6 separate regions of the Mus musculus genome follow, and regions 1, 2, 3, 4 and 5 are each linked to region 6. A link is a contact called in public Hi-C, Micro-C and promoter capture Hi-C data. All regions are on one chromosome and are shown on one strand. The core of a region is the stretch at or near the end of the contact, and the rest is flanking DNA. Distances in the headings are between cores, read along the strand shown.

Region 1 (5,058 bases), core at 7-2,506, 380 kb before region 6:
TCTTCATGGCTCCTGCCTCTGGTTCTGCTTGGGTTCCTACCGAGTTCCTTCATAGATGGATTGGGACCTGGAAGGGTAAGACAAATAAACCCTTTCCTTCCCAAGATGCTTTTTGGTGACGGTATTTTACCATGGCAACAGGAAGCAAGTTGAACAGTTATTTCCATCAAGAAGTCTTCCTGGACTCTCCCCCCCCAACCCCCGCCGCCGCCGCCCCCACTTCCACCCCTGGTTGCATTACGAGTCACTGCAGTAGACATATTATCTCCTATTCGTTGGCTGTCATCACATCCCCTAGTGAGTCAATTTCTTCTATTTCTTAATTCTATTTTCTCCGCAGGACTGAGTTCAACCACAGTAGGAGTTATGTCTTGTTCCCTCCCATAACTTGCACACACAGCTGATTGAGAATCAAACGGGCTCCATGGAGGAACTGCTCTCACCTCCTGCATTACATTCGTCCTTCTTCGGTAGGGGTCCCTAAGGGTGAGGATCACGGCTGACTAAGTTTGCCGGACCCACTTAGGAACCAAAAGCACAGCTCTGACTTCTAGACACTCAGAGACAAATGGGGAGATGTCAGTAATGTGAGTCGCAGGGCAGCTGGTAGAGAGAGAGGCACAGCAGTTTAGCTGCTTACCTCTTGTAAGCTACCAAAGCAAAACGGGACTCAGCAAGCCATACGCTAACGCACTGACCCATGCGACACGAACCGACAGAGACAGCCTTTATTACACACTGCAAGCTCCACGGCCCGTCTTACTGAATGCCGGAGTTTAGGGAAGGGTTCTCCGAGGGGCTGGCACGTCAGGCTTGGCTCCAATGTGCTCAGGGATGCTCTGAGCGTCACACCACTGACACTTCACGCACATCACCGCACTCAGACGACACTCACACCGTAATGAACAAGGCTCCCGGCAGCCCACGAGGTCCAGGCGCGCCCTGCATGTCACGTCGCGCGCGGACTCATGACCTCCCCCACCCACCCTCCCACCCCTCATGACCACGTCCACGACCTGCAGCCCCCACAACTAGGGAAACACAGCACTGTCACGCACCTTCCATGCGGCGGCCCACAGGTAGATTCCTGAGAAGACCCAAAAACCCGCCTGCGAACTGAGGAAGTGACGTCACTTCCGTCCTTGGGCCCGCCCACACTTGTGGCTCTGCCGCTCTAGCCCTCCGCGGAGTCACTGCTACTCTCTGAGGCCTAACCCGTTGCCTAGGCAACAGGCTCCCAGCAGCCCCTGCGGCCCGGAGTCCATCCCGCCTCCTCCGGGTTGGCGGGGCTGAGGTGTCCTGAGGGGCTGCCGCGGGAGGTGAGTTCGGGAGCGCGCGGGCGGGTGCCGGACGCCTCCGACGTCCCCGACGCCGCCCCTCGCCTTTCCTCCCCCTGGCAGAGCCGCCTTCCCCTGTCTCAGCCCCTCAGCGTCTCCACAGCCGCGTCGCCGTCCCCCTGGCAGCCGCCGCACGCGGCGCATCTGTCAGCCGGAGTCTGTGCAGAGCACCGGGCGTCGCAGCGTTCGCACACCGCCCCGGGCCGCCCTGGCGTCCCGGCTCCCCTCGCTCCTCCCCTCCTGCCCCACCCTGCATCCCTCTCGCGGCCGGCTCCAGGCTCCTCAGCCTGGAGATTGACATTGCGTTCTGTTCTGTCCCCCCGATCCTCAGCTGGATCCCTTACATTGCCGCTGGCTTGGCCGCCCAGTAGGAGTTGAGTAAGGGTTGGTTAAATGGATACCGAATGCCTCCCGGTGTGGCCCCCGAGGCGGAATGGACAGTGAATGGGGTGACCCTGGGTCAGACTCGGGGTCAGGTCATTGCGCTTCCCCTTCCTACCCGTTTACTGGAGCAAGTGTCAACTTCCTAGCTTCAGTTTCGTCATCCGTAAAATGATAAGTTTTTATCTTGGGATAGTGGAGGATTAAATGGGTCAGTGCATGCATGCACAGCCGACCGTCCAGGGTCTGACTGAATATGATCAAGGTTAGTCTCTGCTGTCACCCACACGGCTCTGTGGGCTTCGCTGCTTTTTCCTCTAGTCCCTTAAGTCTCTGGTTTCCCATTTCTTTCCATCTCCGTCTTTACTTTTCTTTCCTACCCTTTGTGCTTCCTTTCTTTCTCACCGATATTCAGGTATTTTTCTGTTCCATTTGTTGGCAGCATGTGAGGTGTATCGTTTTGTCGTTGACTGGAATGATCATTTGCAGCCAAGGTTTTGAAAACTTTTGGAGCAGGGAGTTGTGGGAAATCAGGTCCTAGGTATGAAGTTGCTCTAGTCTCTTATCGCCAGAGAGTCCTTGTCTTCGAAGCTGTTACACTTTTTGTACCTACTCGCACCCAGCTGTAATGCTGATATACCTGTGATCATTTTGTTTGTTTTTGCAACCTGACTTACAGCCCGTGTTTGTTCATTCATTGAGTGTTTACTAGACTTCCCTCATGCCAGTTGCTGGGCCAGGCCCTAGGGGTGTATGCTTACACTTCACACCTAGTCACTCCCTCAGGAAGGTTGGAGTCTAGCTCTTGAGATTTCAAACCTGAGAATCCCGTCTGGTTTGGGAATCATGGATGGGTAAAATGAAATAAAGTCCTTCAGGGGTTCACTCCCCCCCCCCACCCCGTAACTTTTAAAAATCGTGTTTTATGTGAATGGATGTCTTGCCTCCATGTGTTTTTGTGTACCCACGTGTGTGAAGTGCCTACTGAGGTCAGAAGAGGGTATCAGATGCCCTGGAAGTTAGCTGCCATGTGGGTGCTGGGAATTGAACTCTGGTCCTCTGGAAGGGATACCCTGTGTTACAGGCTGAGCTACCTCTCCGAGAGCCCTAAGCAGTTGTTTTGATGTAGCCACATTGTCTTTTTCAATGGAAGACTGGTTCTTATTGGGTTGGTTTTCAGTTTTTCTTAGGGAAGTTATCTTTTGGGGTTGAAGAGCTCGGAGTCCATTCATAGTAGCCTCTAATTTAAACAAAATAGCTGCTGGCACTTAGTGGAGAGGAGGAAGAAAGCAGACGACAACAATGATCTTGAATTTAGAAAGGTGAAGAACAAATTAGGAGATGGTTATATTAATAAGAATGGACGTTAGGGACAGGGAGTGTGGTAGAATCAGAAGAAGAAATTAGGTGGTGGTTTGTTTTATTTAGGGTTGTTGTTGTTTTCCAAGACAGGGTTTCTCTGTATAGGTGTGGCTGTCCTGGAACTCAGGCCAACTTTGAATTCAAAGATCCTGCCTGCCTCTGGCTGGAACTAAAAGCGTGTGCCAGCCCATCTGGTTTGGTGGTGTTTTCTCTGGATTATTGAGACAGAAGCAGCTTCAGAATGTATGTTTCCCATGAATGTAGCCTTCGGATCTGGTCACGAGATTTCCAGTGAATCTTTGCTGTGGTCTTGGGGCAATGTGGCATAGAATTTTGTTTGTTTTCTTTTGGGGGACAGGATCTCACTATAAAGACCAGACTGTCTACAGCTTGGAGAGATGCTCCTGCCTCAGCCTCCTGAGTGCTTGAATTGTAGGTGTGCACCACCATATGTGGCTCAGCACAGGGGGTTTGAGAGAGATTAACCCAACAAGTATGTGTTGAGTGTTGATTGTACTGTAGCCTATTGGATGTTTCTATTCTTTGTTGTAGTTTGTCTGTTAGACGTGGGGGTTGGCAGAATCTTGCTGTGTAGACTTTGATTGGTGTGTAAACTGTCAGTGTAAGCCAAGCTGGCCTTGAGTTTATAGTGTTCATCCTCTCTTTACTTCCGTGTCCTAGGGTTACAAGCTCATTTAGGGGACCAGCATGGTGCCTTATCAGGTAAGGGCACTTGCCTTGCAAACCTCATGACTTGAGTTCTTAGTAACCCAGAACTGCACCTAATGCTGTGACTTACTGACCTCTCCGTGTCTTTCAAGAAAACATGTTTAAAGCAAAAGTCATTATGACAGCTATGGAAAACAGTTTGACAATGCATTTAAAATTTTTCACTTCTTGAAACCCTTGTTAGTATTGCTAATTCACTTCCACTGGACTAGCCTTTTTCTACTTTTAAATGTTTCCAAGGGTCTGGAGAAACAGCTCAGTGGTTAAGAGCACTTGTTGCTCTTTCAGAAGACTTGAGTTAGGTTCCCAGCATCCATCTCAAGTGGTTCATAGCCACTTCTAACTCTGAGTCCAGAGGCACTGATGCCCTCTTCTGAGCTTCAATGGCACTTGCAATATAATTAAAAATTAAAACTAGGGGCTGGAGAGATGGCTCAGCAGTTAAAAGTACTTGTTGCTCTTGCAGAGGACCTGAGTTTGAGTCCTAGTAGATGGTGGCTCATAACTGTCTGTTATTTCAGTTCCAGGGGATCCAATACCTTCTTCTGGCCTCTGCAGGTACCAGGTATACACATTGTACACAGACACATAAGCAGGCAAAACACCCATACCTGTGGTGGTGGTGGTGGTGGTGGTGGTGGTGGTGGTGGTGGTGATGATAAAATATTAAAAATAAAAGCTTTCCAAGAATATTTTTGGATATATTTCTATGCTGTTTATAATGGTAAAACCAACATTAAAAGAGAATTTTTGTGATCCATATAATGCATTCTTGGCGTTGTTGTTGCTGTTGTTTGTGTTTTTGAGCCAGTGCCCACCATGTAGCCCAGGCTGGTCTGAAGCTCACTTTGTAGTCCTCACTGGCCTCTAACTGGGGAGCCTCAGAAGGGCTGGGCTGTCATACCCTGCTGCAATCTTATTACTCCTGCTCCTTATTATCAGAGCCCTGTGCTCATACAGTGCTCTACCTGCTTTGAAAGGTAATAGCCAGTGGCTAACTGGCTTTGTCTGCCAGCCATGCTGTTTGCATTTGATTGGATCCTGTGGGTTTGTGCACTAGGGTGCTAGTGTTGCCTGATCCTGAGAACAGACATCTCCTAGTCAAAGCTGTGTGGTCCTTGTAAGGCTATAAATTTATGATGGCTAGTGTTTAGACAGTGCAGCTCTCATAGTGTAGATTTCTGTTGTATTAGTTCTGTGGCTTGGACAGGTTTCTGAACCTTTCAAGCTTTGGCTTCTGTTAAAAGAA
Region 2 (4,960 bases), core at 427-2,926, 330 kb before region 6:
TTGCTATGGTGAACAAAGCCAGGTGGAGAAAAGGTAGAAACCATTCTCTTTCATAACACTAGCTTCCATATCAGGTATTTGTACAAGTGTGTCTAAAGTAAACCTTTTTTAGCTTTGACTTTTAAACAAATCCTAGCACCATGGGACCAGCATGACAGGTCAGTGGGTTAGGGCTGACACCAAGCTTGAGGACCTGAGTGCCGTCTCTAGGATCCATATGGTGGAAGGACAGAACCAGCTCTCACAAGTCTTCTGCCTGCCACACATGTGCTATGTATAAGGCACACTCGTGTGTGTGTGTGCATACACATGGTTACATTAGACAAGTAATACAAATGAAAAGAATAGCAACAAAGCTTTAGTGTGCAGAATTGAGACAGAATCTCATCCACACTTCCCCAGCTGTTCCCATACAGCAGGCCAGGAGTCCAGAGGTTAGCACAGGGCTTGAAAGACTGTAGTGTAGATAGTTGTGATGCTGTTCCCATAGGGTATCTGTCATAAGTTAAGTGTACAGAAAGATGATTTACATACATGTGTTGATGACCTTGTATAAAGTAAGGTCTCTTGATGTGATGTCATGTAGTCCTAAGCATTCATGGCCTGTATTCTGTGCAGGGCATGTGCACCAGGATAGCTATAAACATAGCCCAATTGTCAAATCATGAACTTACTTTAAATGTTATGCTTTCTGTTGCAGACTTTTTTGTGGGAGGGGTTGTATGGTTCTTGAGTGTGGACTTGCAAGGTGACAATGTCTTGTTTTGACGAGTGGTTGGTTACACCTTCGAGCATTACTTAGGAAGGGTATTATGCTGTGTGAAAGTGTTATCCAAGGATGCTATGGGATCTTCCACAAGGACCAGAACTCCTATTCCAGAATGTTTCTGGGACTGGATCCAAGGAGAGCGGGGTTAGGCAAGGCTTCTCAAGGATCCTTTGACGTCAGTATCCTGCCTACTTGCCTTGTTGGTAACAGTGTGATGAAGGCAGCCGTGTCCCCTGCACAGAACTCACTGGCCTCTGTCCTTGTTAGTTTGCAGAGAGCTGGATGGGCTACTCGGCTCCTGGCTATGGCATCCTCAGCTTGGCGGTCTCGGAAAAGTTTCTCTGGTGCCTGGACTACAAAGGTGGCCTGTTCTGCAGTCCCCTGCCTGGTGCAGGGCTGCGCTGGCAGAGGTTTGAAGATGCTGTCCAGCAGATGGCAGTCTCTCCCTCAGGTTTGCCTCCCAGCTCCTACTTCCCAACCCCCAACACAGCTCCCAGCTCCTAGGGCAGCTCTCCTTTGGCAACAGCAGTGTCAACAGATTGACCTTCCTGCCAGCTTAGCTGGGTACTGTTAAAGATCATGAATGCTTCCTTTGACACTGGTTAGGGTGATGGGTGTTCGGCATACTTGCTTGATTTTTTTGGTTTTTTATTTTATTAATTACAGAAATAACACAAGGAACATATTTTTGTAAGCTATACAAATAATTTGAGTTTTGAGGTTTTTTTTTTATTTTCTCCCCATGTTGGAACATTAAATCCTCATAAAAATAACATATTTCGGTTTGTCAGTGTTGCTCTAAAACAACTGAAGTAGTGAGGCCAGGCCAGGCCTGTAGGTGTGTGCTGGATGTTCCCTGACTGCAGTCGCAAAGGCCTCACACTTTTGTGCATTGTTTCGCATTTTAGTGAACCCAGGAGACTTATTTTGAATACAGTCTGTTAGGCTGAGATAACTCCCTCATCTATGGAGACTCGTGTACTTGTGGTTTTCTTTATTTCTGTTTGTTTTGGTTTTAGACATGGCTGTATAGCACAAGCTGACCTTGAATTCACTGTGGAGTTCTGGCTGGCCTCAGACTGGGTCCTCCTGCCTCAGCCTCCCAAGAGCTGGGCTTATAGGCATAACCCCACTATACTTCATTCGCATTTTCCTAATGCTAGATATGTGCTTATCTCTTTTGAAGCAGTGGGCATCGTGGAGGAGAAACAAAAGAAAGGGCATTCTTGTTAAAGTATTAGTTTATTAGTTGTTTGCTCACTTTCTTTCAGTTTGCTTGACACTTATTTTCCCCTGGAGACTGGGTGAGATAATAGCCCACTCCATTAGCTGGTGTTGTATAATTGTATATCTTCATTTTTTTCCTGTTTCTGTCACATACTTTTAAGCCCATCCTTCTAGCCATTTAGAAGTGTTGATTCTCTGCTGATTGTATTAATTACTTTTTATTTTTCCAACTATTCCTTGGCTGCTGTGGTTGGAGCTGTCTGTCTGTCTGTCTCTGTGAGATCATCTTTCTCAGCTGAGACCCACACATCTTTGGATGCCTCGGGCCCTGTGGTGTTGCAGGGCAGGGCTAGGGGAGAAGCTTGTACATGACTTCTCGGAGGCCTCCGGTAGCTCAGTGCATTCATTCTTTGGTATCCTCTCCTGGCCTAATGCCTTAGCCTCCACTCACAGTGCCTCTGGCCTGCTGCCCACCTTCCTCATTTCCTTTATCCATTCCTCAGAATTTTAAATGAAAACATGACTCACATACACATAAGTGATCCAAAAAAGGCCCTTCCCAAGGTCCCCAAAGTTAGTTTTGGGCACTAATTGTGCCTTATGTGTCAGTAGGCACGTACCTAATGAAATGTCAGCTCTCTCTCCCGACATGAGTGAGTGACTGCCTTGTGCCCACCCTGTGCTATGTGGTGCATCCCCTCTTACATCTAGCCTTTAGATCAGTTCTAAAAGGTGGAAATGACCCACCTTTCAGTTGAGAAAAGTGAGACTTAGATACATTCATATGTTGACAACATAGAGCTGGTGGGTTTAAACTCTGGCATGGTGGGCTCTTCCTGAGGTGGAAGCAACAAGATGTATTATAGAAAGCTGCCCCTCTCAGGGCTGAGAATGGAGTGTTTGTGTAGGGGAATCTCATGTTTGTTGAACAGTGAGTAGAGTTTTTTTCTCCTAGGGGCTCTTCTCTGGAAGATTGAACAGAAATCTAACCGTGCTTTTGCTTGTGGCAAAGTCACCATCAAGGGGAAGCGGCACTGGTACGAGGCTCTGCCCCAGGCTGTGTTTGTGGCCCTGAGTGATGACACAGCCTGGATCATCAGGACCAACGGAGATCTGTACCTTCAGACAGGTAGTCGAAGGCCATGTACATTGTCCTTGTCACTTGCTGAATCTGCAGCTAGACACATTCTGAGAGCAGTCACAGGATGCAGAGACCGAAAACCAAGTTAAGTGAGAACATTTCTAGAAGCACTGTTTCCCATGGAAGAGCAGTTGCCCCTGACACAGACTGGTCTGGGCAGGGATGAATAGGTGACTGAGTGCAGGGTAGGATGCCTCATGGGGCAGAGCCGGCCGTTCCTGCCGCTGCCCATACCCTGTGCATACCCTGGAGTATCCAGGCTGAAGAGGAAAGCAGGAGCAGTCATGACTTGACAGACATCTCCCTCTTTTCTCAGCTAGGTCACAGCCCAGCACCTGGACACATACTTACATGTGGATTGGGGGAAACAACAAGAAGTAACTTGCTGTAAATAGCAATTGACTTGTCCTAGGAAACTGCCCTTAGGGAAACCTTTAGCTGCTAGACCTGGCACAGTGGGACTCGTTTATTAAAAATACACTGTAATGAGTCAGTGTCTGTGTGCTGTCAGCAGGGGGAACTGTGTGCTGTCAGGGGGAAATGGCCTTGGGAGCAGGGGGCTCTGTCTGTGCTGTCAAGGGGCCATATGGATTTACATGAATATTGATCTAGTCATTTAATACTGATTCTGAGAACATGGCTTCATCTTTGGAGTGAGCTATCAGCCGGGAATGGTTCTCCACCTGGCTCTGTCTCAGTGTGGAGGTCATCACCTGGTCATCAGCACTGCCAACTTCATGGACATGTGTGGGGCTCTAGCCTTCAGCTTAGTTAATTCTCGTGTATTTCAGTGGAAGTTGGATGCTCTGATACACACATGCATATCTAGCTTCTAGGACATTTGACTTTGGTCATGGTAGGAAAGGGGGGATACTACACGTAAGGAAGGAGCAGGTGACCTCCAACCATGCTGTCAGAGCAGTGTCCACATCATCCTTACTCTTCCTGTCCTACTGAATTGGAATCAGTGGTTGGCACCGATTTGCAGAAGTCCTGTGGGCAAGTCCTCATAGTTGCAAACTCTGCTGGTACTCCTGTGATTATACTACTAGGACGTACTTGCTGGCCAAAGCAATAGAACATGGATTTACATATTATCTGTCCAGCCTGCTCCCTCAGTAGTTGCCTTTGATGTCATTTAGAAACATGACACACATTACTGACAGGCCACAAAGAGGTGAGGGGAGCTCCCTGGAGCTGTGACTCTGCATAAGCCTTGCAGTATGATAAGTCTGGGGTTTTACCTGAGCAGTTGTACATGAAAAGGTATCTATTATGAAAGACCACAGATAGCAAAAGTACCAAAAAAAGAAAACCACAGATCAAAAGAGTGTGACAAGCTTCAACTGAGTCTGCGGGGCTCTTCCTCTCTCACTACAGGTCTCAGTGTGGATCGGCCCTGCGCCCGAGCCGTGAAGGTGGACTGTCCATACCCACTGTCCCAGATCGCAGCCCGGAACAGTGTGGTGTGGGCACTGACAGAGCAGAGGGCCCTCCTGTACCGGGAGGGTGTGAGCAGCTTCTGTCCTGAGGGGGAGCAGTGGAAGTGTGACATTGTCAGGTATGGGCCCAGCACTGTGACCTTTATTCCTGAGCCTCTCCTGGCAAAACCAACACTTACAGGTTTCACGGTGGGAGAGTTTTTGCTTTTGTCAAAGTTGGCCTCAATAGACTGGTCTTGGGAATGTTCTGCGCTCCTCTGCTGGTCACATTACCGTTTGTGTTGGGGTTTAGGTATAGAGCTGGGCAGGTAGAGTATTTGCCTAGCACACACAAGGCCCTGAGTTCCATCCTCAGTCATACACAAACTCAGCTGTACTTGC
Region 3 (4,595 bases), core at 930-3,429, 430 kb before region 6:
AGGACTCTAATTAGATCCAGTAAGGACAAATGTCTTCAAGTAAGGATTGGTCAAGCTCATCTTCTCTCTCGAGTCGATGTCTTCCATCCACTGGGCCAGCCAGGCACTCACTCCCAGTCTGCATGCCAGACACAGTGGTGTCTTACACACACACACACACACACACACACACACACACACCGTCTTACCTGACCCCTCAGCATCCTCAGCATCTTCCCTGGAGATTGCTGTCACTACACCTGTTTAAGGATGAGAGCTGAGGGGGCTGAGAGGCGGCAGGGACTCCTGAGGCTGTGGGTCTGCCTAGCTCCGTGCCTGGCTGCAATGTCCTCCACCTCCAGAGCGGATGCTCTTAACTTTACCCTGGGACACCTTGCCACTCACTATGCAAATGACTTACAAGGCAAAGGAGGAGGACAGGAAAACTGGCTAAACCTGGGTGTTACCAAAACTTTGGCCACAATCCACTTTCTGGAGGCCTAGGGTGGTGATGGTGCACGCCTTTAATTCCAGCACTTGAGAGGCAGAAACAGGCTAATCTCTGAATTCTAGGCCAGCCTGGTCCACAGAGCTAGTTCTAGGGTAGCTTTGGCTACAAAGGGAAACCCTGTCTTGAAAAACCAAAATGAGCCGGGCGGTGGTGGCGCATGCATTTAATCCCAGCACTTGGGATGCAGGGGCAGGCAGATTTCTGAGTTTGAGGCTAGCCTTGTCTCTCTCTCTCTCTCTCTCTCTCTCTCTCTCTATATATATATATATATATATATATATATATATATAAAACTTAAATTTTTTTAAATTAATATTTTGCATATATAATTTGCATTTTATGATGTGTCTATTTTTTAACTTTTCTTAAATTTTTTTTTGTTTTTGTTTTTCTCCTCTTTAAGTGTGTCTATAGGATCTGTGGTGAGAGAGAGAATACTAGAGAGAAGGGTGTGGAGGGAGAGAGAAGATACCATAGCTGGGGTGAGAGGAACACCTGTAGTAGTGTCTGTGGTGTTTAGCACTGCATATGCCTGAACTTCGAGCTCTTTGGGAATCTCTTATCTCTGCTCCCATCTCACCATAGGCATGCTGGGATTGCAGGTGCATGCTACTGCATCAGATTTTGTTTTTGTTTTTTTTTGTTTTTTTTTTGAGACAGTTTCTGTCTAGTAGGCTTGGCTATCCTGAAATTTGTTATACTGATCAGGCTGGCCTCAAACTCATGGAAATTCAACTGCCTCTGCCTCTAAGTGAGGGGAATGAATGCGCCCGTCACTCCCCTCAAGACCACATTAATCTTCCTTAAAGGGAGTGACACAGTGACACAAGACTGAAGGGTGAATGAGATGACTTATTTTTTAAATGTTATGTCATTTATGGTACATAGAAATTACTGCACTGCAATTAAAATGTAGTGTCAATTTGATATTGTAACTACAGAGAACACAATCTAATCACGGTAAGAGACTACACTTCTGGCTACACTATCACAGGCAATCATAACCGTATATCTATGAAAATCAAACAGCGGTCCCAACAAAACCGACTTGTCTAGTCGCATTTGGACTCCAGGTTACCCACAAACCCGGCACTAAGTCCAGTTTTCCAGTCCTTCTATTTTCTAGAAAGACTGCCTCATCTCCCAACTTCTAAGCAACCGTTTTACATTCCGCTAAAAGGATGCTTTCAGAACCACAACTGTTTAACTCAGAAAGTAAGATAGGCGGCCCAGCGTCCCTCTCGAACGCGGTTTAAGCCGCCGTCCCGCAGGGGCGGGGAGCCACCGTGTGAGCGCTCAGAGCCGACGGCCAATGTCTTGAGATTTCAGATGCGATCCGACAAACGAACGAACGAACGAACGAACGAATGAGCGAGTGAATGAACGAAATGACACAACTCCTCAAACTCCAGCAGAACCCGCTGCCTAGCCCCGGGTACCTGCGGCGCCGCCCCGCAGGCCCCGGGGACCCTCAGCCCTTCTCCGGCCCCACTCACTCTTCATCCTGAACGCGGATGACGCCGTCAGCCCCTGGACGGCCCCGGACCGAAAAGAAAAGAGGAGACTGTGGTACCGGCCTTCTCCCTTCCAGAGGTGGCTTCCGGCTCGAGGACCTTCGCGGTGGTCCCTGGCTGGGGAGCGTTAGGATCCGGCCGCCATATTGTATTCCTGTCGCCTTAGCAACCGCCAGACCCTTAGGAGGGAGGGGCGTTCCGGAGACATGCGTATACGCATGCGCAAAGGAGAGGGTTTAAAAACCGCTGGCCCGTTCACGCATGCGCGGTGCAGCCTGCCGCCTCGGTTCGGTCGCTACGCAACCTCTCGCCGCTTTAAATTTAAGTATAATTTCTTACCTAGTGAGTAGGCGACCTTGGTGGGACTGACTCTTCCCAGCTCTCCCGAGAATGTAACGATGTTGAACCAGACGAGAACAATTTCCTTGAGCTTTAACTGCCTGTAACACTAGTTGGAGCCTGTTCTTGACAACACCTACAGTTGAGCATCAAAGCAGCCTGATAGCTACTGCTGTGTAATTTGTAAGTTTTACTGCTTAATTCAACAAACATTTACTTTGCTAAAAGTAGTGTTGCACGCATTGGAGATATAATGAAAAGCGACCTAGACGAGATCCCTAAATTCTTGTTACTGTAAAGTGAGGTTGAAAAATTCTCACCCCATGCATTTAAATTCAAAAAGAAAAAAAGGGGAAAAAAAAGTCATGTGGGTTGTCTAAAAATAAACTGCATTTAAATTCAATAAAGAAAGAAAGAAAAAGAAAAATCCTTACCCAAGTGGTCGCAGTGAAGACTAAATGAGATGTCCCTGGTGCCCCACCCAATTCCTAGGGGCTTTTGCCTAAGGCTTGACAGGGTCTGTCACACTGCAAGTGCTTAATAAATGTTTGTCCAAAAGCCAGGGGAATCAGCACCTGTCACCTCTGTATCATTCTTATCTGTCTAGGGGCAAGCCTGATTTTAAGCATTGAGGATTCAGGACAAACTTTACCCTTTGACCCAGTTAAACAGGCAGATGGGAGAAGTGTTTTTGCTGACTTGGGCAATAGAAACCATATATCCTGTTGTTGGAGTCCCAAGATGATAAAGAGCTTTGTCAGGGGCACCTCCTGGTGGATCACTGAACCCAGACACCAGCCCATGGCTTCTGACTCCCTGTGTTTCTGTGCCCAGAAGAAGTTGGGCGCAAAGGGTTTCAACGTGTACATATTTTATGGAGGGTGTGTTTCAAACTGGCCCCTGGAACAACTGATGTGTTTTAGCAAATTAGAAGTAACATCTGGGGCTGGCGAGATGACTCAGTGGTTAAGAGCACCAACTGATCTTCCAAAGGTCCTGAGTTCAAACCCCAGCAACCACATGGTGGCTCACAACCATCCATAACGAAATCTGATGCCCTCTTCTGGAGTATCTGAGGACAGCTACAGTGTACTTACTGTAATATAATAAGTAAATAAATACATAATAAATAAACAAATAAATAAATAGAAAAATAGAAGTAACATCTGAAAAGCCCTTCTGTTTGTCTATTTTTCTTTCTTTTTTTTTTTTTGTCTAACAGTTTTCATATGCACACATTGGGAGTGAAACATTTAAATTATTTTCATTTCCCTATTTGTTTTCTGTTTCTCCATCTCACCCCAAGCCCAGAATTCACAAGCAGGACTTCGGTTTCTCTATGGAAAATGTTCTGCCTTCCTGTGACTGTGTGTTCCAGAGCTCTATGTCAAAATTTAAAAATGTGAAGAGGAAGATAAAAGCTAGAACTCAGTGACTGAGCTCGATCACCAGCCGCTGCAGAGGGGAGAGGAAGGACAAGCTTAGAGTCATGGAGCCTTAGTGAAGAAGGCCAGGAGAATCAACTCAGGCGTCTGGAAAAAGCAAGAGACACAGAGAAAAGGGGGTTGTCACACATTCCTGCTATTAGTCCCAGCACTGTGGCTTGGGGCTATGGGTGGAGGCAGGCCGATCTCTGCGAGTTCAAGGCCAGCCTGGGTTACATAGTTCCAGCTACATAGACTTTGGAAAATGCTTTTATCCTTTGCCACTCCAGCTTTCCTGTCAGGTGACTCTTTCCACCAGATCTTTTGATACAGAAGCAGGGGGACACCACCACTGCCCCTGCTGCAAACTGTCTTTCTTAAATCGTAGGCTATGTGATAACTTTGGGATAGACTCACATTCTGTGAGTCTATCCCAAATGTGATATCTTTGGGATATGTGAGTCTATCCCAATGTGATAACTTTGGGATAGACTCACAGAAGCACAGGGGGCATGACATTGAATATTTCACTGGCCATAAAAGAGGAGTGTGGCCTTCCAATTGCTTCTAATTCTCTTCTAGAATTCCCCAGTTATTGGTGTGGTGGGGGCAGAGGCAAAAATGGGGTCACACACGAAAGGAGATCTCATCACTTCCCAGGAGTCACCATGGATGATGGACGTCCAAAGTGAGGGAGACAAACCCCTGGGGCTGCCGGGAGAGGGATCCAGCACAGGATGGGGAAGGCTGGGAAGATGAGCTGGGCAGCAGGCATAGAGAACAGCCAACCCAGACTGTAGCAAGAAGCCCTTGAAGGCATCTCCGGCT
Region 4 (4,993 bases), core at 657-3,156, 290 kb before region 6:
GTAGCGCACCGCCAGCGCCACGTGAGGCCCAGGCGCGGTGCAGCAGCGGAAGCCCGCGCTAGGTGGGGCGAGTGCACACCGCGGGAAGGTAGCTAGCAGGTAGTGTGCATAGGCTTGGTGGTCGTGCACAAGCGCATAGAGCAGAGCCTCCGAAGGCGAATAGGCCGCAGCGCGCCCCCGCTCATCACAGTGGAAGGCTTCGCTGGCACGTATGTCCTCGAGTAGCCAAACTGGCAGCTGATCTCGCACTGCCAGGTAGAAGGCGAAGGATGACTTCCGGCACTGCTTCTGCACCCGCAAGCGAGCTGCGCCGGGACCCTCGGGCCCTCCGTTGGCGCTGCGTCCAGGCCTGGTGTCCCACGGCATGCTGGCCTCCGGGAGTCTCAAAGCATGGGTCACACCACCCCAGACCAACCTGTGAGACGAAGTAGGGTCGAATGAATCGGGTCTGCCAGTCACTGCCCCCAGCTCTATTCTCTCCTGGACCCAGAACCATTCTTGAATTTCTGCACCTGCACTTCCTCTCTTGCCTGTGCTAGAGAAGGCTGGATCTGCTGGAGCCTTCCGTGTGCCAACCCTCTGCAGCCCTGGAACCTTCAAAAAGCGCTCCTTTCACACCTGAGCCAGGTCCTTCCAACTGCAAATAAAGAGGAACCCATGGGACATCGCAGAAGACTCAGGCTCACAGCACAAGTTGAGCCCAAATCACCCTCACACCCCCAAATCCAGCCCCAACTCTACTTCTACCCTGACCCCAAGAGACTACTCAAACTTCTTTCCAGGAGGGTCGTGGAGATTATTCACTTAGACCTACCTGGTTCCTGCAGGCGGCCCTGGGTTCTGTAGATGCAGGTATTCACTCTAACACACCAAACCTCATCAACAAGAAAGTGGTGGCCCAGGGCTGGCAGTGCGCCCGCCCGCAGCCAGAGTTGGAAAGTGGCTCTGGCTCTTTTATCCACAAACAATTTTCCTGCCCATCAGGAAGGAGCTCCTGGGAGGAGGGAAAAGGTGAAGTCAGTGGGGGGATTGGAGCATACACCACCTGCAGTCCTCTCGAGGTCCATCCACATGAGGCCGATACTGCCATCTCACTTTTCAACGGGGGACAAGCTAGTCCAAGGTCAGTCACCAAGTCAGGCTGAGCCAGGACAAGAGCCTAGGTCTCCTGCGTTCTGTTTGAGGGCCGTTCCATACACTGCAGACCCCAGTTTAAAAACCCTACCTCCACCTTGGGTCCCAAGCCTCAAACCTGAGCCCTGGCCATTCACCCTTGGTCTCCCTGCCCAAGAGCCCTACTGCCTCCAGCAAGGGTAAGCTCTAGGTTACAAGGGACCTGGGACAGCCAGAGGGCCTCGTCCACAGTGTCATGACCATTAACTGGGTTACAGAGGTGAGCACTATAGAGTGGGCTGCGGCAGACGCCCCTCTGAGGGGATTGGCATGACTGCAGCTCCTCCCGGAACCTGGGCCCCCTGCGCCCCAGATGCACTGTGTGGGCACGCGTGGGGTGCCGGGCGGGTTACGTAAAGTTCGGCCGCCCCACGTCACTGGGCAGAGTCACGGCCGCGGCTCTGTGACTGGAGCTTGGGCCGCCGGCCAGATCCTCCCTGACCCCTCCCGGGGCGCGCCCGAGTGTCTGCGGGCCGGTGGCCAGGATCAGGGGCTGCACCTGCGCACCGGGGCGCTCGGGGCAGGCGACTCACCAAGCCGCGCGACCCTGTCCCTGCGGCGGGCCGGAGCGCGCGCCGTCCATGCACGGGCGAGCAGACAGAGATCCCACGACGCCGGGAGCGGAGGCAGCGCCCGCTGCACTCTGAGCCGCCGCGACACCGTCTCCCGATGCCGGTGCTGGTGCCGCCGAGGGGAGGGCGGCGGGCGGCGCAGTGCGGCCGGGGCCGGGCAGGACCGCGGGACGGGCCGCCGCCGCCATTGGCTCACGCCGCCGGCCCCCGCCGCTACCCATTGGTCGTCGCGCTGCACCATTGTTGCGTCACGGGCCAGGGGGCGGGACTCTCAGAGGGACCCGCGGAAAACTTCGGAGAAACTTGAGGGCCCCGAGGTGGCGGGGTGGGGAGGGGTGGTGAGAGATGCCGGGCACCGGGCAGAGCTTGGAGGGCGGGACGTGATGGAGGCGGGGCGAGTCCCGGCAGGCTCCTGGAGCTGGATCTGTGCGGTCCTAGACTGCACACAAGAATAGGCTCCCTGGCTTGCGCTTGCGGCTGCTGCAAGAGTCCTGCTCTGGGCTTCCCTTGCTCTGACCCTCACTGACCTTGGGGAAACATCCAGCTGTTACCCCATCTGCGTGTGGGAAGGCCTAGAATAGGACTGAGCCCTTAAACTATTGAACCTTGCTCTGCCCTGCCAACGCCCTGGCATGGCTAGCCTCGGCTCCAATCTCAAAAGAAAGGCATGGATGCATGCGTGTATAAGAGCTGTTTATAGTGCCTATTGTGTCGTCTTCTGGGCTAAACGCTTTCTTTCACTTTGACTTTACCACTAACACAGGAGAAAAGGGGGGGGGGCAGAATTATGATGCCTGCTATGAGGTAGATAGTTATTTAAGTCCAGTGTGAGTTGGCACATATCTTTAATCCCCGCACTCAGAAGGCAGAGGCAGGTGGATCTCTGAACTGAAGGCCAACCTGGTCTAGAAAGCAAGTTCCAAGACAGCCAGGACTACAGAGAAACCCTATCTCAAAACACACACACACAGAGAGATAGAGAGAGAGAGTCGGTTGTCCAAAGAAAGGTACACTTTGGGGCTGTTTTTCACTCAGGCAGAACTGGGAGCATGTTCTAGCCTTCCCATGGCTGACCCTAGAGCCTGAGGGAGCCCCTGACTTCATCAGGGGTGTGGGAGTGCCAAGTCCATTCCAAATGCACAGATGAAAGCTGCCACGCCTGGACCTTGGGACTCTCACCCCACCTTACCAGAGGCAAGGATCCCCCTGATGAAATAGTTCCAAACTCCATTCACAGGCACGGCCAGTTTCTTTTCCACAATGCCCTTAGAGGCTCAGTTAGGGCCAAGGGTTCCTGCAGCCTCCATCCAAGCCCTTCCTCCTGCCTCTGTCCAGCAGACAGCTAGCACCTTCAAAGCAACCTCCCCTCCCCTACCTCAGAGCAAATGTGTATACAGCCTTCAACCCTCTTGGCTCCTCTGTGCCAGCAGGGGCTAAGGGACTTTAAGCTGGAGTCTCTCTCACCTGGCTCCTTTGAGTAGACTTAAGCAGGCATACGTGTACACACACGCACATACACACGTGCACACATGGAGACTTCCTGTTATTCTTCACCTGTATTAGTCAGGGTTCTCTAGAATCACAGAATTTATGCAATGTCTCTATATATTAAGGGAATTTATTATAATGACTTAGTCTGTAGTCCAACTAACCCAACAATGGGCAGCTGTGAATGGGAAGTCCAAGAATCTACGCGGTGTTCAACCTCACTGGGCTAGTTGTTTCAGCTAGTTGAAGGGGAAACTTAAGTGGTCTTTGGAAAGTCATTGTGTCAGATGGTGTTTTGCTGGGGCAAACACGTGAAGGAGTGTTTTCCTGAAATGGGCACAGATGAAAGACTAAGGCAGACTGGTGAAGGAACGTTTCACTGAAGTAGACACAGGAGAGAGGATATTCTGCTAAATCAGGCCCATGAAAGGACATGTGATTAAAAGAAAGAAAGGAAACGTGATGAAGGATTCTTAGCTAACGAAATGCATGTAATTCTGCCTTATATTGTGTAGTTGAGCTGCGTTTGTCAGGACTCCATAGAGAGAACCACACACACACACACACACACACACACACGACCTTGTGATGTGCTGCAGTTTCTTGCTGCTTCCACAGACTCGGGCTGATTTGCAGAGTGATATTTTGCCCATGGTGAACATGTGATGCCTGGAGAGAGTATAAAAAGGACAGCGATGGAGGCCGAGCTTGGCTTGCCTATAGAGCTAGCTGTGCAACGCTTATGGGTCTCGAGTCTTTGCTGATCTTCGCTTCTCTGATAGACAGACAGACAGACAGAGCAGAGAACTAGCTTCTTCCAGAATTCCTTCTGGTCCCTCCTGCTGACTTGAGCAGAGGCTGAGGCCTGGCTGTGTCTGCTAGGTTGTGCCGCTGCTACTGATTCATGTTTGCCATCCCGATTCTTCCGAACTAAATTGCTGGTGTGTCCTCAAGTGTTTGCAAGTGGATCAAACGGCCACTGCTAACCTGTGAGCTGAACTGATTTCCAGACAACACAGATGGAACCAGAGATTCTTTGCTCCAAAGAACCTTTCTAAACAGGTCCACTTCCCCCATATCCTTTCTTTTTCACTACCTCTGGTGGGTGGTGGGCTAACAGCCATCCTTAAAAATAAGGTTTGAAAAAAAAATGAAAGTTCCAGCTGGTCTTCTATATAAGCTGGAATCCTGAAGAAGCAGGTTCCAACAGATGAGCTGGTAAGTAAGTGCGGGCAGGCGAGGAAGAGCGAGCCTTCCTTCTTTCAGCTTCCTTACGTAGGCCTCCAGCAAAAGATTGTTTCACCACGCCTAGATCTGGAACTTGCTTTGTCCCAGGCTGACCTTGAATTCAGAGATCTGCCCGCCTCAGTCTCCTGGGATTAAAGGCCCGTACTACCTTGCCTGTATCTAAGCTTTTCATAGCCACTATGCCTCAAGATCTCCATGTCAAGAGCCAGGTCAGAAGTCTGTGTCTTCCGGCCTCAGGATCTGAATCATCACAAGTGTGCCCTTTGCTTCCAGGTTGTAATTCACTCCAGATGTAGTCAAGGTGACAACCAGGAATAGCTGTCACAGGACCCTAGGCCAGCTAAGCAGTCCCAAGAGATAAACAAAGCTTTCAAGTCCAGAGAGGAGACCGACAGCCCAGGGCATGCAGGCATGTTTGTAACCTAGCCTATAAAACATGTTTATACCAGTCTGCCAGCTGTGACCCCAGCACCCCTACACCATGCCAAGGCAGCTTTACCTTGTAAACTAAA
Region 5 (4,393 bases), core at 1,097-3,596, 270 kb after region 6:
GAGACACCAATGTCTAAGCAACCAGCCAGTCAATTTCCTCATTTACCTCTGCAGCAACTATTCATGTCAGCTATCCAGGGCCAAAATGCACAGCCCATGGACAAGGATTTCATAAGCACCAAGTGTCCATCGCTTAACAAACTGTAAGTACCTGGCTGACGGAAATAACATCCAAATGAGGTGGCGACAGAAATAGCAAGGGAAATGATGCAATAAGCTTGGTGTCACACAAGCTTGCGTTCAGAAGCTGCCTACAGGATATTAAAGGGCTGTTGTCACCTGTAAAGCACAGGTCTAACACACCCCTTACCAGACTATTAGTCACTTACATACAAACTGCCCACTTAGACTCCTCTGTTTACTAGGGAGGGCTATGTCATACGCTGACCCAGAAAAGCTCTGAGAGCCAAGAGAATTGGGCACACATGCTAGTTCTGTAAGTTACAGAGGAAATGACCTTGGAAAAGCAGCTTCATCCCCCCCCCTACCCTCAGGCTTCAGTTTTCTTGTTTGTAAAATGGGTGTAAAAATTCCTCAGTATTCAAGGTCTTCTTAAAGCTGTAGGATATTAGAATCTGATAAATGGCGTGATTACGAGTACTTCTTATTGTAAATAAATAAAATTAATTTAAAATTTTTTACAAAGCACTTAGCTGGGTGTGCTAGTACCTGTCTGTAAGCCCCTACTAGGGAGGTTGAGGCATGAAGCTAGCTATGAGTTTGGGGCCAGGCTGGGCTACATACTGAAAGGGCATCAAAGTGATTCTTAGAAGTTGTCCATAATAACAGCACTAAAAATTAAAAGCAACACTAGCATAAGCTTTTATATTTTCATCTCCTTTGTGGCTGTCCTGGAACTTGTTATATAGGCTAGGCTAGCCTGCCTCTGCCTCTGGAGTGCTAGGATTAAAGGTGTCAGCACCCCTGGCTCCTACAAACTTTTAAAATGAAGTTAAACATCAGGCCATCGAACATACAGAAAAGACCACTTTGTATAGTGTTACCAAAAATACTTTTGTGAGACAAGCCTCTTACCTCGGACTGGTTTCACACCCTTTTCTGAGAGTTTCTAAAATATTGCCATTTGAGTTCAGCCAAGCAAAAACTCAATCTTTTCCAATACTGCCAAGTCATGATCCATGGCTCACAGAGGCACTGCCTGAGATCTTTCCACTTTAACGAGGGGGAACCTGGATAAGCACAGAGCCGTAAAAACTGTAGAGCCATGGACTGTGAAATAAAAGCTACAGAAGAGACACAAATCTTTCAGTTCTGCATCTTGTCTTTAGTCTCCCTCACGGACATGGTCAATTAGCTTTACAGAGCTTTTAAGTCATGGGGAAATAACCTTGGATTTGGGCAAAATAAAATTGATCTTTCCATTTTAACCTTGTTACAAATTCTACTGGCGTAGAACAAAGGGCAGCCCTTCTTCCACAACACTGCTCTTTCTCCCCATCCAGGAAACCAGGCAGCTGCTGACTAAGCCAGGCTGCTGCTCTCAGAAGCCCTGGGAAGGTGGAACAGGTATTTCTATATTATTAGTTGGACTCTGGGATGATTTCAACTCTCAGTCGAAACTTTTACCAAAAAAAGAAGTTTTTTTTTTCTTTTAAATAATGGAAGAGTGTCTAGGAAAGAAAAAGTCCGGGCTCCTCTTCCGAACATAAATTGTTAGTAAATAAAACACTGTTGCCTCCTCGGGTGCACCTGCAGGGAGTCACAGTCACCAACCAGCCTGGCCTTTACAGACCGGGCTGGGCTGGACGGGGTGGCCCTACGTGGCGACTGAGCCCCGAGGCGGGGGGATGGCCAAACCTCGAGGCACAGCCGGACCTGACTGGGGTCGAGACCACCCTAAGTTGCGCGGGGACCCAAGCTACACAAAAAAAGGTTTCTATCGTGGGAAACCTCAGAGCCACAACCGCGGAGTCTCGGCTCGGCGGCGGCTTGGCTCCCCGAGCTCAGGGAGAGGCACCATATGGGATGACAGGCACGGGCCAGGCAGCAGGAAGGGTGGTGGGAAAGAGGCAAGGGGAGCCGCAGTGTCGGGAGCCTCCTGGCGCGGTCCAGATGAGCAGTTAGATCACGCGTGGCCCACAGAGAAGCACCGTGGACATAGCCGGCCCGGCCCCGCCCCGAGAGAGGACTAGGCAGGCGCCATAGTGCCTGAACGCATAAACTCAGAGCGAGCCGGGCTATCGCGAGACCGCGAAGGCCTCTGGGAAGGACGGAGTTGGGGGGGGGAAGGGAAGGGAAGGAAGCTGGGACAGGCAGGAGGCGGGCCGAGACCACGAGTGGAGCCCCAGGAAGTGGAGGGCGGAGAAGCGTGAGATCGACGTGCATGCGAGCCAATGACAAGAGAAGTTGGGAGGGCCTGCGGCCAATAAGCGGTGGCTGCCCGGTACAAGGGGCGGGCTCCGGGGCCGAGGGTAGCTTGAGCGCGGCGGCGGCGTTGTTCAGTCAGAGCGAGAACATTCCAGAGGTGAGTCCGCGGGGGGCGGTGGCCCGCGCCCCTGCCCTGCGCTCCCGCCCCTCCACCCCGCGGGCCGCCGGCGGGGGCAGGCGCCGCCCGCCGCTCACTGCCTTGTCCCCGCCAGGTCGCCAGGCTCGGCGCTGCTGGTGTGGACGCGGACGTCGCTGGGACAGTCCCTCCCGCTGCTCGGCGGCGGCACCTGCCCAGCCGCCCCTCCGCTCGCCGCCGGCCCCGCCGCTCCGGACCCGGTTTCCAGCGCCTCTTCCTCCCAGTCCCGGGCGAGCCGCGTTGGGTTTATGTCTTTATTTGACGAAAACGGTGAGTCGCGGGCGGCGGGCCATGGCGGCGGCAAGATGGCGGCGCGGCCGCGTGACCCGCCGCGCGTGTGGCGCAGTTTGGGGGGGGCCGGGCCGTGCGGGAGCGCGCCCGCGCGCGCGCCGTGGCTGAGTCAGGCCCGGGGCGCGTTTGTGACTCAGGGAGGCCGCACCTCTGCCCCGCCGGCCGCCGGAAGGGGGAGGCCGGGCGACGGGCTGCGACCGTCGCGTAGCCATGGGGACGAGGGCGAAGGTCGGCCGTGCGCCGAGGGAGCGAGGGGAGGGAGCCCGGGCGCGGCTTCGGCCGTGGTCCTCGTGCTCCGACGGAGCCAATGGCTCCCAGCCTGGACTTGCCGCCCTGAAGCCCCCGGAGTCGCCGAAGCCGCCCCTCGGCGGTTGGCAGGTCCGGCTCGACGTTTCCCGTTTTACCACGATGGCAGCCGGGGGAGGCGCCATCGGCGAAGTTGGTGGCCCCCGGGCCTGAAGTGAGGGAGAGAAAGGGCCCGGATCCCCTTTTCGGCAGTTACAACGCTGTCGCTCGGCCGGGGCAACCCATGACTCGCCGGTGGCCTTTGATGTGACAATCTCCCGGCGGCTGAGGGAGCAGGGTTTGTGTTCCGTGTTGTCCTCCTCGTTTCGAGCAGTTTCCCTGCCAGTCACAACCCGTGTCAAAATGGTGGCCTCCTGGGTTCCTGGAGTTGTGCTTTGTTACATGGGGATGTCAGCTGTTTTCTCACAAGGACTCGGGCTGTTAGAGCTCGGAGTGTTAGTTGTGTGAGGGACTCGGGGACGGGAAGTTGTCCCGGGGAGGAGTGATGCTAAACCTGTAGGGTTGTTGTGTGTTTTCTCCTTTTCTCTTTCAGAGCTGTTGCGCAGCCATTGGTACCTGTATTGGGGAAACATAGCATACAAGCAAGAAGCTTACAGCCTCAGTGGCGAAAATTTTTTCATGTCAGAGACCGAGAACTCTTGCAGTCGTTTATGTCATCCCTTCTTCTCCAGACAGAAGATACCAAAAAGTTGCAATCAAAGATCTCTTCATCTTATTGATAAAGTCACTAATAAGCCAAAATGTCTGTCAACGTCAACCGCAGCGTGTCAGACCAGTTCTATCGCTACAAGATGCCCCGTTTGATTGCTAAGGTAATGCTGGTTTTTATTTTAGTAGCCTGTTGGTCCGCACACTCTTGATAGGTTTTGAAAGATTACATTTCACAGGGAAGACAGTGCAAAATTGAAATTCTTATTTCCTTTAGGTTGAGGGCAAAGGAAATGGAATCAAGACAGTTATAGTCAACATGGTTGACGTTGCAAAGGCGCTTAATCGGCCTCCAACGTGTAAGTAAAGCTTGGAGAAGCCTGAAAAGGTATATTATGGCTATAGTTTTTACAGTCTTTGAGCTATACATCTTTCCTCAATCATGTTAATTAGCAAGTTGGAACTGCGGACCTACTTGATTGGGTGTCATTAAGCCACCCTGGCTGTATTTCAGTTTCCCTGTAATTTTAACACGGTGAGTTTTTGTATATTCACGTGCAACCAGTGCTTTAGTTAACTATAATGGAATGTCTTGTCTTTATACAGATCCCACCAAATATTTTG
Region 6 (4,373 bases), core at 973-3,472:
GACATGAACTGTAATGGCCAAGAACAAAATAAATGGGCTATAGCATTCTTTATGCAGTTTGAATGAACCAGTGGAAAACCTCCTGGTGACTGTTTCAGTGGCCTAGTGAGGGATATGGCTTCCCTGGCACAAGAAGGTTGCCCATGTACAGATAAGTTGACTCAAGATGCCAGTCAAGCCAAAACTGAGCAACTGCCAAGCCCCTGGCTCCATCCTTACCCAAGGAGTACGCCTGTACTACTAGTTACTCCATAGGGTCTGCATTTCTTCTACTTCCTGTGAAGGTCCTGACCACAAGTGTGTGCCCACGTGTGTCGGGCTCATATTCATCCCCAAGGGCTTTCTCTAGACACCCTGCCTGCTCCTGGTCCCGGCCACGGCAGCTGTAAACTCTTCCTTCTGCTGTTGTTCCAAGCTGTTTCTTATGGGAAGCCTCTTTGCCCAGGTACTCTGACTGACTGCCCTTCCCATGTGACCACCATGGGGACACCCACCTAGCACTTGTGTCCCATGGGTCAAACTGGCTCAACAGTGAAAGCCAGAGCCCAGTCTGTGACAGTGCTTCCTCTTCAGGAATAAAACAACAGACAAGAAGAATGTGACCTCCAAGAGTCTCCTTTGTGCCTGACCTAGCTGGAGGCCAAGAGCAAACTTCCCTCAACACTTAATTCCTGCCTCTGTACAATCCCTCCAACTCTGCCTCCCATCACCCGCACATCCGTCCACCATTCACAAGTGTACCATCACCAGACAGACGTCACAGCATCCATCCATCCGTTACCACAAACTTGACCCCAAGGTGATTCCTCTAACACCCCTACTGTGGCAAAACACCTGGCAAAGGTGGCCTCAGGAAAGAAAAGTGTGTTTGGGCTTACAGTTGGAGGAGACGGCAGGGAGGGCATGAGGCGGCTGGTCATACTGGTATGTCATACACATCGCGCTGTGGTATGGCTCAGGAAGCAGAGAGGAAGACTTTCCACAGTCAGTGCAGGTCTGGCCCGATCAGTGTCTGGAGAGACCTTCACAGCCACAGCCAGAGGTGTGTCTGGGGTGAACCTGCTAAGCTGGCTGTGAAGTCACACCATGCAACCCACCAACCAAACCTCATCTGCCCACAGTTCACCCACACTCCTCCCTGGTATCTTCTTCAGGCATCCATTTTTGCCCCACAGGGACATGTGACTGGGCGGGGCTGGATGACAAGAGACAACTCCCGAGTGACATGTTGACCTCTGGGCTGGGAAGCTTCTTGCCTGGGGTAGCCTCTCATTACCCCGTTTGCCCGATCTCCATCCTCTTTCCGGCCCTGCCAAGGGACCCGCCTCATCTACTGTCTGTTTCCACTCATCCCACATAAAATCTGTTACCTCTCCTCGACCTTCCTGTTACCTCAGCCAACACTCCTTGCAGATGGACCCCACCAGCATCTTCACCCCACTTTCCCAGCATCCTCAGTCTGCCATCCACCAGACATCCCTTCCGGTCCACTCTTCCCCCCCACACACACAACCTAGTCATGTCTACAGCTGCCATCACTCCCACCCAGCCACCACCCACTGTCCCCTACCCACTCATCCACAGCTATCAGTGAGCCACCCTCTACCATTAGCCCAGTCACTCTCCAGCCACTGTCATCCCCATTGCTATCAGGAATTTAACATCCAACACCAGGTGCCACTGTCAATGATGTACTCACAGAAGCCCTCCTCAAGCCACTGCCACCACCGTTTGGTGACTGGCCCACCCGTCATTTCTCTCACTGGTGATTCTCCATTCATCGTGCACCCTGCCTGTCACCTCTAACCTGCCTTCATGGCCAGCCTACCCAGGCACGTCACTCTCTGCCTTAGCTCTCTTTGTTCTCTTCCAGGACCTTCACGCGCCTTTGACATCCCTTCCGGTCTGTTCTGCAACCCACACAATCCCTGCAGAGCACACACCCAGGCTAAGACTTCAGGCCTGGAGAAGATGGGCAAAGATGGCTGAGTTCCAGGGTTCTTGGCCACCTCCACACCGTGTCACCGGGAAAGTCAGGACGACACCCTCTTATTGGGTACCCAGGGTCCTGGGTCCTAAAGGGCAGATGCTAAAGCCGCTGAGAAGATTCCTCCAAGGGCCCTCAGGAGACAGCTGGGCGATCCCAAGGTAAATGTGTAACATCTGGGCGCCCCCTGTCCCTCAGCCCCGCCCGGTCACGTGGGGCCCTCGGAGCGAAGTCCGCATCTGTGAGAGCCTCGGCGGAGAGATGGGTGCTCTGGGCCGGGTCCTGCTGTGGCTGCAGCTCTGTGGTAGGCCCCGTGTCCCCCTGGGTCTGGACCTTGATTGAGGCTGAGGTTTCTCTAGGAAGGGTCGCGATCGCAGGAGAGGTTGGGATATGGAGGTGGCGTTGGCAGCCTGCCTCAATTTCCCGGTCCTCTGGCGTGGGTTGGTAAAGTTTCCAAAGCCCAGGAAGTGGAGAAACCGCAGCCTATTCCCGTGGACCTCCCAGCCCCTGGCGCCTCCTCTGTGCACAATCGGGACAGGGTCGCCAACTCCGGGCTCTGGGACCCCTCTCTGCCCCAGTGAGCTTCCCGCCAGAGCTCTTTCCTAAGGGCCGATTCCCCTCCGACCCCCCCCCCCCCGGGCAGTCAGAGTGCTGTGAATAGAGACGACGTTCCGAGGGAGGAGAAGGGCATGTTTGCGCGGGTTCTGTAGATCAGCTAAGAGTGCGCCTGAGAACGCCGCGGTGGGGCCTGACCGCCTTGCGCTGTGTGCACCTCTGCCGCGCCTCTTTGGAAAGTCGCCTTCCCAGAAGGCGACACTCAGCCTTCCTTTCTTTAGCAATGACTCGGGCCGCCTACAAACTTTGGGTCCCCAATACCTCCTTCGATACTGCCTCCAACTGGAACCAGAACCGGACCCCGTGCGCGGGAGATGCGGTTCAGTTCCCGGCGGACAAGGTACCTTGGTGGGGGGTTGAGGGGATGAACTGGAGGTGGGGAGGTCGGTCAGCCTCGCGCCTAACGCCACCTCTTGCTGCAGATGGTGTCGGTCCTGGTACGAGACAGTCACGCCATCTCGGATATGGTAAGGCTCGGGGCTGTGGCCTCAGCGGGCATGGCTGGCCCTGGGTCGTGCGCCGCCATGGAGCCTCTGGGTAGAGACAATCTCTGGGAAAGGACATCAGAGAGTACGTGGGGTCTCCCAGTCCAGCTCCACTGTCCCCTCCCCCACAGTATCTAAGTGCAGGGTGGGCTCTGGGAAACGTGCCTGCCCTTCCCTTCCTGGAGGCCATGTTAACAAGCTACCAGTGGCCCAGCTAGCCGGAGGGTGAGGAGCAAGAGGTTAAACAGCCCCTGCCTCCCCTCATGCTAAGGCTATGTGCTTTATAAATAAAGGCTGATGGTCCCGAGACCCTAGTTCAGACCCTGTGGTTGGAGCTAAGAATGAACTCTCTCTCTCTCTTCCTTTCTTCCTTAATTCCTTTTCTTTTGGTTTTTCTAGACTGTGTTTCTCTGTGTAGCTCTGGCTGTCCTGAAACTCACTCCGTAGACCAGGCTGGCCTCGAACTCAGAAATCCGCCTGCCTCTGCCTCCCAAGTGCTGGGATTAAAGGCGTGCGCCACCACGCCTGGCTCTTCCTTTTGCTAATTTCCTAACGGGATGACATGGGAGTTCCACCTTCTGTTCCAATTCTCCAAAAAAAGACTAGCATCCTCCAAGCAACTTGTGCACGCAGAACCACTAGAGGCCAGAAGGGGGCGCCAGATCACAGCCGGTTGTGAGCCACCATGTGGACCGGGAGCCTGCATTCTTTGTAAGAGCAGTCTTGAACCTTAACCAGTGGGCCATGGCTCCAGCCATTTATTGTCTGTTCATATCTTGGAAGCTGGGATAGTCTCTGTCTTTGATATCAAGCATACCTGCATGTGTGGATTAGGTTCTGCTTGCTGGCGCTTCCGCTGAAGTCTGCTTTCCCAAGCTCAGGTCTGGAAAGCTCTCCCCATTGTTTCATGTCTCTGCCTCAGCCTCCCTCAGACAGTAATTTGGTACTTGGATGTCCACCCTTCCCCTGGACTCCTCTGCCGTCTTCTGTGGAGCCTGGATGTGGCCACCTGTCACTGAACACCCACAGCTAGACCAGGCCTGGTGTTTATCTACTAGTGCTAGGTCCCTAGTGGGGTAGCTTTCTACAATCTCGTCTTATTTCCTCTTCCGTTCTGTTCGTTTATTGTGATGCTAGGGACAGAACCCAGGGTCTCACAAATGCTAGGTAGGTAGGTGTTCCATCCCCGAGTTCTACCCCAGCCCTGTTCTTTATAAGAATACATTCCATTCACATGGTGTGTGTGTGTGTGTGTGTGTGTGTGTGTGTGTGTGTGTGTGAGAGAG

Evidence for each region. Promoter capture Hi-C pulls out the DNA fragments that hold promoters and counts their contacts. Hi-C and Micro-C count contacts between places; a contact is called where the count stands out from the background. Capture Hi-C pulls out chosen DNA fragments and counts their contacts.
Region 1: a promoter capture Hi-C map of liver shows a contact between it and region 6, with 2.2 times the contacts expected there. The contact joins the promoter of Tecpr2 here to the promoter of Amn in region 6. A contact is called at or near these places in 1 of 39 promoter capture datasets (liver), 1 of 115 datasets of contacts at active chromatin or transcription factors (embryonic stem cells) and 1 of 9 other capture datasets (liver).
Region 2: a Hi-C map of cerebellum shows a contact between it and region 6, with 2.2 times the contacts expected there. The contact joins the enhancer-like site here to the promoter of Amn in region 6. A contact is called at or near these places in 14 of 39 promoter capture datasets (the 3T3-L1 cell line, 3T3-L1-derived adipocytes, the HPC-7 cell line and 7 more), 1 of 15 datasets of contacts at CTCF or cohesin (large pre-B cells), 7 of 484 Hi-C or Micro-C datasets (the G1E-ER4 cell line, the HL-1 cell line, the N1E-115 cell line and 3 more), 2 of 115 datasets of contacts at active chromatin or transcription factors (forebrain and kidney) and 2 of 9 other capture datasets (adipose tissue and liver).
Region 3: a promoter capture Hi-C map of liver shows a contact between it and region 6, with 2.4 times the contacts expected there. The contact joins the promoter of Mok here to the promoter of Amn in region 6. A contact is called at or near these places in 2 of 39 promoter capture datasets (both in liver).
Region 4: a contact with region 6 is called in a Micro-C map of embryonic stem cells, with 1.6 times the contacts expected there. The contact joins the promoter of Ankrd9 here to the promoter of Amn in region 6. A contact is called at or near these places in 3 of 39 promoter capture datasets (hippocampal neurons and liver), 4 of 484 Hi-C or Micro-C datasets (embryonic stem cells and reprogramming fibroblasts) and 4 of 115 datasets of contacts at active chromatin or transcription factors (craniofacial prominence, embryonic limb bud, forebrain and 1 more).
Region 5: a contact with region 6 is called in a promoter capture Hi-C map of liver, with 2.3 times the contacts expected there. The contact joins the promoter of Eif5 here to the promoter of Amn in region 6. A contact is called at or near these places in 2 of 39 promoter capture datasets (both in liver), 3 of 115 datasets of contacts at active chromatin or transcription factors (all in embryonic stem cells) and 2 of 9 other capture datasets (adipose tissue and pancreatic islet).

The regions. Positions count from the first base shown.
Region 1 is chr12:110,888,008-110,893,065 of GRCm38.p6, forward strand. Tecpr2 (tectonin beta-propeller repeat containing 2) reads left to right here and starts at 1,257. Exons shown (of 20, transcript NM_001289510.1): 1 at 1,257-1,319. It overlaps Cinp (cyclin-dependent kinase 2 interacting protein), which reads right to left and starts at 1,138. Exons shown (of 5, transcript NM_026048.4): 1 at 1,059-1,138. The coding sequence starts at 1,065.
Region 2 is chr12:110,935,240-110,940,199 of GRCm38.p6, forward strand. It overlaps Tecpr2 (tectonin beta-propeller repeat containing 2), which reads left to right. Exons shown (of 20, transcript NM_001289510.1): 10 at 1,037-1,220; 11 at 2,952-3,125; 12 at 4,518-4,698. Among named protein-coding and RNA genes, the nearest start is that of Ankrd9, 41 kb to the right of the region's middle. Within about 2 kb of position 1,677, at least 56 of the 459 cell types and tissues checked have an H3K27ac peak or open chromatin away from gene starts, as enhancers often do. A contact at or near this core is called in the G1E-ER4 cell line, cerebellum and forebrain, where this site is marked.
Region 3 is chr12:110,838,760-110,843,354 of GRCm38.p6, forward strand. It overlaps Mok (MOK protein kinase), which reads right to left and starts at 2,180. Exons shown (of 12, transcript NM_011973.2): 1 at 1,987-2,180. The coding sequence starts at 1,993. It overlaps 4921507G05Rik (RIKEN cDNA 4921507G05 gene), which reads left to right and starts at 2,270. Exons shown (of 2, transcript NR_152102.1): 1 at 2,270-2,526; 2 at 3,650-4,595.
Region 4 is chr12:110,977,134-110,982,126 of GRCm38.p6, forward strand. Ankrd9 (ankyrin repeat domain 9) reads right to left here and starts at 1,907. Exons shown (of 3, transcript NM_175207.5): 1 at 1,707-1,907; 2 at 815-994; 3 at 1-415. The coding sequence starts at 366.
Region 5 is chr12:111,535,755-111,540,147 of GRCm38.p6, forward strand. It overlaps Eif5 (eukaryotic translation initiation factor 5), which reads left to right and starts at 2,347. Exons shown (of 12, transcript NM_173363.5): 1 at 2,347-2,485; 2 at 2,601-2,794; 3 at 3,654-3,933; 4 at 4,047-4,128; 5 at 4,376-4,393. The coding sequence starts at 3,862.
Region 6 is chr12:111,268,874-111,273,246 of GRCm38.p6, forward strand. Amn (amnionless) reads left to right here and starts at 2,223. Exons shown (of 12, transcript NM_033603.3): 1 at 2,223-2,291; 2 at 2,824-2,942; 3 at 3,025-3,069. The coding sequence starts at 2,249. It overlaps Gm51960 (a long non-coding RNA gene), which reads right to left. Exons shown (of 3, transcript XR_003950150.1): 1 at 3,905-4,373; 2 at 2,947-3,152; 3 at 34-2,342.